2 separate regions of the Mus musculus genome follow, and region 1 is linked to region 2. The links are chromatin contacts, called in public HiChIP or PLAC-seq maps. All regions are on one chromosome and are shown on one strand. Each heading gives the region's core, a stretch centred on a gene start, on an enhancer-like site or on the middle of the called end of the contact. The rest is flanking DNA. Distances are from core to core; before and after follow the strand shown. Region 1 has its middle 13 kb from the start of Klrb1b. Region 2 has its middle 16 kb from the start of A2ml1.

Region 1 (4,714 bases), core at 757-3,256, 240 kb before region 2:
GCCAAAGCTACCATATGCCTGTGGATTGTGGAATGAAATAGAGGCAAAACAGAGACTCCAAGCAACCTCAGTGGGCAAACTGTGAATTCCCATAGATTTGAAAGGAAGTCTCTCCCACCAATCAGTCTCTCCCTCTCCCTCTCCCTCTCCCTCTCCCCCTCCCCCCTCCCCCTCCCCCTCCCCCCCCCCTCTCTCTCCCTCTCTCTCTCTCTCTCTCCCCCTCCCTCTCCCCCCCCTCTCTGTACAAGCATGCATGCTCTCTGTGTCAACCTCAGAACCTCACTTCTCAGGCAAGCAGCCCAGCCCCTAAGAAACAACTTGAGACCCTCCATCTGTTTTAGGTTGGCCATATTCCTTTACCATCTCTCTCTGAAATTACTCTAGCCCTGCCATGTTCCTTGACTGGGGTCTTGGAAAAAAAAAAAAAAAAAAACTAGGGTGAGAGTAGCCAGCTCAGCTACCCCACACTTCTGACCTGCACTCTGTCATGTTATAATACCATTTGTTATATCAAATCACTAAATCTTGGAGTAATTCTTCAACTTCAATAAAACCAAATATAACCATCAAGAAGGAACCATACAAGGGGAAATGTAGAGTGTGGTTAGGAAATGGGTATTTCCACCTCGATTGTAGGGATCAAACTGAAAATTCATAACATCCTTGGTAGCTAAGCCACCTCCTAACTCCCTTTGTTTGTTTTGTTTTGTTTTTGTGCTGAATACAGTATTTGTTTGGGTTTTTCCCCACTTTGAAATCATAATCTATATGAATTTCTTTTTTGTAATTGTAATGAAATAATTGAAGCCAGGTAATGTAAATAAAGAAAACTTTTCTGAAGCTGGGCAGTGGTGGCACATGCCTTTAATCCCAGCACTTGTCAGGCAGAGGCAGGCAGATTTCTGAGTTCGAGGCCAGCCTGGTCTACAAAGTGAGTTCCAGGACAGCCAGGGCTACACAGAGAAACCCTGTCTCGAAAACCCAAAAAGAAAAAGAAAACATCTGATTATTGCCATTTTCAACTTCTAATAATAATTTATTTTATTTATTTATAGACAGGATTACTCTGTGTAACAGCCCTGGCTGTCCTGAAACTCACTTTGTAGACCAAGCTGGCCTCAAACTCACAGAGATCTGGCTGCCTCTGCCTCCTGAAGGCTGGGGTTAAAGACATACTCCACCATCACCCAGCAATAATGTATTAATTATACAAAATAACAAGCTTCCTTGTGATATGATCATGCATACGTATAATAATGTTTTGGTCACATTGACCAAGCTGTCAGCCTTTCTTGTCTCCCCCCACCCCCAGCTTGTGTTTATTCTACTTCACAAATAATCCTACTTTCGTGGAAAGAATTTTCTCTAATCTGTGGTTTTGAAGGCTAAGCCAAGAGTAGGTGATGTCATGGACAGTGAGGGGCTCAAGCAAGCAGCATCCCACTAGAAGATGCATGCTTGAGAAGAAAATCACATGGTGAAACAGGAGCCCAATGCTAAGAGAGTATCAGCCAATAAGGGCCGCCTATCATGCCAGATGGTGCCAGCATCCTGCCCTACTTCCGTGTTGACATAGTGAGTGAGGACCAGGTGTGCAAACAAGTATGTCCGGCCTTGGACATTGCAACAGGACAGTGTCATCCAAAAAGCTCACCCTGGAGATCCACGGCATTGAGTTTTACACGCACACGCACGCACACACACACACACACACACACACACACACACACACTGTTTTAAGTAAATTTATATATTTGTTGACTGTATAGGTCCAGGAATTCTTCAATCTAGGATGGAAGAGCTGTTTAGTTTCAATCACCTCCATTCCATCCCCACTGACTGAGAAAAGCCTGGAAGTCCATGGCGGAATGAATCACAATCCACCTTTGTCCTCATCCCACAGTAGCAGAGGCTCTTAGGTCCTGCTAGTAGGTGGTATCACACCCATCACCTTTGACAGACCTTAGAATCCCATGCACTTAGGGGTCTTGACCACATGGGGGCATACCAGAGGTGCAGTGACGAGTCGGTCTTTCCGGACCTCGGTCAGTGAGCAGACAAACACAATGGTTGCCAGAGACGAGGAGAGTGGTCCCATCCTGGATGTGATGGAATCGCCACAAACTATCTAGGGAAGGGAGAACTCTAAGCAACCTGGTGAATAGTTGAGGCCAGCTGAGCCCAAGAGAAGAGCAAAGCTGTCAGGAGTTCCTAGGTCCTGGTGCTTGAGGCGGTCCATGTATGCCAAAACTACTTTTTTCAAAATGAGAGGAGTAGTAAAGAGAGGAGGGAGGAGAGGACGACGTCGAGTTGATTTGGAGTCACTAGCAACAGCATGAAAGAAGTCATCACGCTAAGTGACTAGGGCAGACGCCAGCGCGCAAATCCTCCGGCCATACGCAGGGTGTGGAACGTTAGTTCTTTACTTGCTTGTTTGCTTTATTTAAATCATTGTTTTCCATTTCGTTACAGCCGATAACATTTTCTAAGAGTTGTCTTTTATCTATATTAGTAGTCTGTGTGTGTGGGTGCGGTGTCCGACAAAAAAGGTGGCTGGAGAGACAGCCGTGGGTGCTGGGAACCGAACTCTTATATTTTTGGTTGTGAGCCTAGCCTTTAACGGCTGAGCCATCTCTCCAGCCCGACGACGCCCTGTATTCTTTCCCTGAAGTAGCAAGTTAGGCGTTGCGCAACCGCGCTTCCGCTGAGCCTGTTTCTGACTCTAAGTAATCCTCACTTTCTTTCTTTGTACATAAAACCGAACACTCGAAGCGAGAAAAAACGGACTCTTTGCAGCGAACATTTTCTCTGAACGGTGGCTGCTGACTCGTTCCGCACGTGCAGAACTGTAGAAAAGGGTCGCGAGAGGGCTAAGCAGGCGGATTGTAGAGAAGGCCTGTAGGGAAGAGAGGGGTGTGGAGTGCGGCGTGGGCAGGCGTGAGGGTCGGACGTGTGCGTGGATAAAGGTTTGTAAGCAGCGTGGAGCAGTAGCCGGTGCGGCTGAAGAAGCTGGTTCGGGTTGGGGTGCGAGTAGCCGATCAGATTTCAGGAGGAAGAAACATAAAAAGAGGCCTTGTGGAGGTTGGAAGTTTGTTTCGGGGCGCAGTGGAGCCGTGGATTTGTGGTTTTGTTGAAACTGGGAGGAAAAAAAAATGTGTAGACCAGGCTGTCCTCGAACTCCAGATCCTCCTGCCTCTGCCTCCTTCAGCAAATCCTACCGGCCTGCGCCACCAGAGCCGGCAAACTTCGGCTCAGTTAATTGAGTACTCGAAACTTATTTTGATGATGCAAGCTACTAGATGTTTTTCTTTTTTCAATGGAATAAAGAATTCAACACTCCGACAAGACTCCACTTAATTTCGCTTCAAACCTACGCTCTTCGCTCGGTTCACACACTTCAATTCCCCACGCTTTTCTTGACACTGCTGGTTCTTGCCGGCCCTCCCCCAGCATGCCACATCTCCTTCAAGGAGCCCACCAGCAAATGGCGACCATCACTCTAAGTCTCAGCTTTAGGTTTCCTTGCCAGGGATGGATTCAGGATCTCCACATCTTTATATGCTCTATACTTGACTGAGGCAACGTGTTCTGAACAGTAACGAGCTTTAAAACGAAAGATTCTGCTTGTGAACAAAATTCAATATTCTTGTTTTAGAGCCAGCAAGAGTTGATTGTCTTCACTTTGTTTCTAGTTGCTTCGACAAAATATCCTGACAAAGGAAACTTAGAAAAAAAAGACAGGTTTAGTTTGGTCCATTTGAATGTACAGCCCACCATGGTGGAAATCAAGGCAGCAGGAGCTTGAAGTGGTAGGGAACTTCATGTCCACAGTCAGGAAACAGAAGTGTGAATTCCTGCGTGTATTCCTGGGCTCATTCTCCCCTCCCCCTCCTTCTCCCCCTTCCCCTCCTGTGCCTCACCCAGAAATGGTCTTCCCCATTGTTAAGATGGATCTTCCCACACCCATTAATGTTGCTGAGAAGATCCCTCAAATGCCTTCTCAGAGGGTAACCTTAGCCTGGACAATCTCTCACAGATGTGCCCTGAGCCGGGTCTCCTGGGTGATTCTAGGCAGGACAGTAGAGGCTGAAGGGCAGAAGTAGGGACAGCGGAGTTGTCTCTTCCTAAGGCTTTGAAATCAGCCACTGGGCTCTGGCTTGATAGTTAAAGAAAGCCAGAGGAACTGTTTGAGAAGAAAGTTGGCTAAGAAGCAGGAAGGGGAGGCTGAAGAATAAAGGGCCAGGAGGAGCTACAGAAGAGAACCTGCAGCGCCTAGCTCTCAGGAGTGTTCTGGGAAGCTAACAAGACTATTTACAGTATTTGCATGCATGTAGTTTGTGTATTCACCATGAATACGTAATGATAAATGACACAGAAACTGGTTTGTGTGATTTCTCTCTTCCAATTCACAGAGGTCTGCCTGCCTCTGCTTCAGAGTGCTAGGATTAAGAGCACCTGGATCCAGCAAAGGGAACTGTAACACTCTATCCCCACAGACATCAGGCAAGTGTTATTGACCCATTAATACACTAATGGTTACCATGCCTACCGACCATAATTACAAAGCCGAAGCTGATTGGATGCTAGCTTGGGACTCTCTGTACTTTATGTCAATTCTGTAACTTTCGCCCCCATCCCTAACACAACTATCTGTATAACACCAGGCGAGCACCTGCTCCAACTTACAGTTTTAGGTACGGAGAAGCGGCTTTTT
Region 2 (4,825 bases), core at 1,207-3,706:
ACCTATGAGAGATTTCTTGCTTGGTTTGAAGTAGGTGAGTCCACTTCTAGTCTGGACCTATGGTGTGGGAAGACACACGCCATTAAACCAGACCTTGAAGTGAGAAGGCACACCTTTAATCTGGGCCACACCTTTGGCTGGGCATCTATATAAGGAGAGAGAAGAAGGAAGCTTTTGCTCTTTGCCTGTTTGCCCTCACCTTGCTAGCATGTCCATTCCTTCACTGGCATGAGAGCCAGCACCTACATACTTGAGATTCCAGCATCTACTGAAGATCAGCTGAGACACCCAGCTTTGCGGACTGAACAACTACTGGATTCTTGGACTTTTCATTCACGGCCAGCCATTGTTTGATTAGCTGGATTGCAGCCTGTAAGTCATACCAATAAATCCCCTTATCATATTAGAAAAAGATTCATTATAAATGCTGTTACTTTAGAGAATCCTAATGTGTAACTCCAATCCCAGGGGATCTGACGCCCTCTTCTGACCTACAAGGGAACTGCATGCATGTGGTTCATAGGCAAAGCATTGGCACACATAAAAAATAAAATTAAAATTAATCTAAAGGCTATTTTTACGGAAGAACTAAAGTGGTTATTTGAGAAATAAACTTAGCTAATAGCTAGTAGTTGAATAATTCATATTGGATCAGTTCCTTCATAATATTAATATAAGTAGCCATCCGTGTAAAAATACATACTGCGCAATTGTCCCGTGCTTTGAAACAGAAAGCCGAAGAAAGACAGGTTTTGTTTTCTGCTATTTAAGTAGAAGAGACAAATATCAGAAGCAATGTGGATGAAAAATTGTAAGTGCTGCCAGGGAGAATAAAAGCAGTCACGGTGAGGGAAGGAATTCTCCCGTTTGGGCATCTTGTTCAACAATGTTGTCTTACACATCGGCTCCAAATGTACAGGCTTCCTAAGAAAGGAGAAATTAAAGCATTTTATGCACAAATCTTAGTGTGGGCAAAATCTCTTGATAACGAAGACCTTTGTATTTGAAGAAGTGTCTGAGGAAGTCACTGGGTCTGAAGTAGGAAACACATTTTTAAATATTTGCTTTGGTTTAGGAAGCTGTTGAGTTTTGTGATTGTGAAACAGGATGAGAGAGAGAGAGAGAGAGAGAGAGAGAGAGAGAGAGAGAGAGAGAGAGAGAGAGAGAGAGAGAGAGAGAAAGAGAGAGAGAGAGAGAGAAAGAAAGAAAGAAAGAAAGAAAGAAAGAAGTGGAAATTGGGTATTACTCTAAAGCTGTGTGAACAGTCTGTGTAAGGCAGAACACCAGCTCTTCATGGCCTCCAGGAAGCCACCATCTGCTTGTTCTCAAGCAGGATTTCCATAAACTCCACAGACCTCACAAGGAGTCAGCACCTTGCCCTGCCCTGCCCTGCCCTGCCCTGCCCTGCCCTGCTCAATTCAAACTGACCCTGGTGGTATCACTTTAAGTACTAAATCAAATAGCCCAGCATACTGTAAGTCAGAGGAGTGTATATAGGATTCCAACTTAAATTAATGAAAATAAAGATTTGTTGTTTATTACTGTTGTTGTTGTTGGTTTTCTTGAGACAGGTTCTCTCTATGTAACTGGCTGTCCTGGAACTCACTATGTAGACCAGCCTGGTTTCAACTCACAGAGATCCTACTGCCTCTGCCTTTCAAGTACTAAGATTAAAGGAGTACATCACCATGCTTGGATTGTTTATTCTTATTTTTATGTTGGAGCTGGTGCTACAGACAGTTGTGAGCTGTCGTGTGAATGCAGGGAATTGAACTTTGGTCCTCTGGAAAAGCAATCAATACTCTTAACCACTGAGCCGTCTATCCAGCCCAAGATTCTACTTAATCCTAAGGCCAAGTGTCATCTGAGTCCCCTTATAAGAAGCACACAAACTAGTGAATCTCACAGAAAAGAGAGTAAAACAGAACTAAGGGGGAGTATAGAGTTTCCACCATACAGGATAGTAATTTCTGGAAATCTGCTATGAGACACTGTGCTTTTTAAACAGTATTAAATTCTGCTCTTAAAACTTGCTAAGACGGCAGAGTTCATGTCAAATGTTTACACCATAAAAAATAGTTCAAGAAAAATTAGTTTCAAATAGGAAATGGTTAGATGAATTTATCAGATGTACAGAAAACTTGTTCCTGATCTTACTGGTGGGGTGCGGGAACTTTGGGGCAGTAAACACAATCACAGGTATCTGGTTCCCCAAAAGTCTTGCTCTATGAGGCATTAGCTTGTGTGGCTGCATAATTTCTTCAAAACTAAAATTGCATGTTTCGATATACATTATTTTTGGCCAGGGCTATAAGCCTATCTTTCGTGATAATCATTTTACCTAAAAATTAAAAGCTCCATTTTTTTTTAAAACTGTTTCCCTTTGATAGGGGACAATGGCATCCACAGAGCCTCCCTGTTCCTCTTTCTAATACTTAAAGGTATCACAGGTCAGTGAACAAAGAGAAACTGGACACAGTTCAGATCATAAAAGGCTTAACAAAGTCATTAGTGTTCTGTGGACTCTCAAATATTTTCTAATCCCAAATAAGAACTTCCTTATTTATACTAAAAGAAAATGCCCGGCCTTTGAAAGATCTGAGTAACACTTAGATTTTTGTTTGGGGTTGTTATAGTTAGGTGTTTTTTGTTTTGTTTTTGTTTTGTTTTGTTTTCATTGCCCCACCTTTCCCCTCCCGAGTTGGTCCCGGAAGAAGGCGGAAGCACAGACTCAAAAGTCTCTGTGCCCGGGCTGAACTGAATTAACCAAACATTGTTGTAATTATTTGCGCAGCGACAGATCAATTAGGCAGAGTTCAAGGCACAGCAAAAATATTTATGGTCCTCCTCCTTCCTGGAACAATGCAAATGGCCTGGCAGCCGGGCTGCAAGCCAGCACTTGCTGTCCTATGTAAACTGAGCTTTTCTTTGGCTTGGGGTATCAGCTAAGCTAGGCACAGATGAAGCTTTATAAACAGGCTCGGAACCATAGAGACGGAACTCTGTACAGCTGTATAAACAGGCACGGAACCATAGAGACGGAACTCTGTACAGTGGCCACGTTCTACAACAGCACAGAGACCATCACCAAGGTTGGCTTAGGCCCAGATTCTCTACTGATTGCGCGGCCTCGATAGTTATTGAGTTCGTTCTAAATATCCTGTCATTAATGATTCATCTGATCTTTATTTAAAACCTGTGTCGTGGATGCTGCAGCTTTCCTCATGTGACAGACAAGGACACTGATTTTTCAAGAGATTTCAGCTTTCCTAATGACACTCAGTTTTGCCCCAAAATGAACAACAAATATTTCTTTACAAATTTCATACTGTAACATTATATCATCTTTTCTGGTGAATAAATAGAAAAAAATCTTAATTTGTAATCATTAAAGCCCCCCTCCCGCTTTGAGACAGTTATAGCACTCCAGCTTCTGTCTTAGTTGAATTTTTTTGTTTCTTTGGTTTTGGTTTTGTTTTCATTTTTCAAGTCAGGGTTTCTCTGTGTAGGTAGCCCTGGCTGTCCTGGAATTAACTCTGTAGACCAGGCTGGCTTTGAATGCAGAGGTCCACCTCCTGAGGGCTGAGATTAAAGACTCCGTGTCACTGGCCCCTGGCCTTATTTGAATCTTTCAGATTACCTCCCCCGTTGCTGGCACAGGAGGCACTCAGTCAGTATGGATGACTAATGAATCCATGGGAAAGGAAGATGCATGCAGTTATCTGAGTCAGAGTTGCCTCTTGTGAGGTTATAATCTGGAAATATAATTCCTCACAGAGAAACGGAAACTATAGATCAGAAATGGTTGCTGTTTAAGACACCGGTACAACATTATATCCCTGGAAAACTCAAAATACTTTCTTTTTTTCCTTACATAATTTTTATTAAATTATTTGATTTATTTACATTCCAAATGTTGTCCCCCTTCCCGGTCGCTCCTACCAGAGTTCTGCACCCATATTAAATTAGCACTGCTAATTCAATAATGACTCAGGGCCTTCTTTTACTTTTTCTTATTTTTTATTTATTCTTTAATCTTTTATACAGTCCAGTCATTATCCCCCTCCCAGTCCACCCTCTGACTGTTCCTCATCCCATACCTCCTCCCCCCATCTCTAAGAGGATGTCCCTACCCCCACAACCACCATCCCACCAGACCTCCCCACTCCCTGGGGCCTCAAGTCTCTCACAGGTTAGGTGTATCTTCTCTCACTGAGGCCAGACTAGGCAGACCTCTGCTGTGTATGCGTCGGGGGCCTCATATCAGCTAGTGTATGCTGCCTGGTTGGTGGCTCAGTGTCTGAGAGATCTCAGGGGTTCAAGTAAGTTGAGACGGCTGGTCTTCCTATGGGGTCACCCTCCTCCTCAGCTTCTTCCAGCTTTTCACTAATTCAACCACAGGGGTTCCCATCTTCTGTCCACTGGTTGGGTGTAAGCATCTGCACCTGACTCTTTCAGTTGCTTGTTGGTCAAAATACTTTCAAATGCTTCTATACAGCATAGCAGTAAAACGTTCAGAACTTGGGTGGACGAGTAGAACCAAAGCAAAGTGCAATCCCTCCGTCCTTTGTCTCTGTCCCCTGAAGTCCATGTCTTCTGTGCAAGAACTCATGGACCAGGCAGATGAATTCATAAGCTTGTGTGAAGGATAAAAATCCAATCACTCATAATTCTAAGGTCTATGGACCTTTGTTTTCTTCCCTTCTCATGTTTCCTTTTTATCTCTTCCTGTTTCCCTGTCTTTCTTTCTTTCCCTTCCAGTATGAGAGGCAACAGAGTCCATCTGTAGAGAGGGGACCCAGGGAGTCGTGCTGGGAGCGGGTAA

The links. HiChIP or PLAC-seq counts read pairs in DNA pulled down with a chosen protein or histone mark.
Region 1: a FOXA1 HiChIP or PLAC-seq map of pancreatic cancer cells shows a contact between it and region 2. The contact joins two enhancer-like sites. A contact is called at or near these places in 2 of 39 promoter capture datasets (cranial neural crest and embryonic stem cells), 4 of 15 datasets of contacts at CTCF or cohesin (embryonic stem cells, large pre-B cells, pro-B cells and 1 more), 22 of 484 Hi-C or Micro-C datasets (B cells, Sertoli cells, cerebral cortex and 8 more) and 19 of 115 datasets of contacts at active chromatin or transcription factors (the 230-238 cell line, acute myeloid leukemia, embryonic stem cells and 5 more).

Annotation. Positions count from the first base shown.
Region 1 is chr6:128,836,978-128,841,691 of GRCm38.p6, reverse strand. No RefSeq gene overlaps it. Among named protein-coding and RNA genes, the nearest start is that of Klrb1b, 13 kb to the right of the region's middle. Within about 2 kb of position 2,006, at least 358 of the 459 cell types and tissues checked have an H3K27ac peak or open chromatin away from gene starts, as enhancers often do. A contact at or near this core is called in cerebral cortex, forebrain, nephron progenitors and 3 more, where this site is marked.
Region 2 is chr6:128,595,417-128,600,241 of GRCm38.p6, reverse strand. No RefSeq gene overlaps it. Among named protein-coding and RNA genes, the nearest start is that of A2ml1, 16 kb to the right of the region's middle. Within about 2 kb of position 2,456, at least 158 of the 459 cell types and tissues checked have an H3K27ac peak or open chromatin away from gene starts, as enhancers often do. A contact at or near this core is called in cerebral cortex, forebrain, nephron progenitors and 3 more, where this site is marked.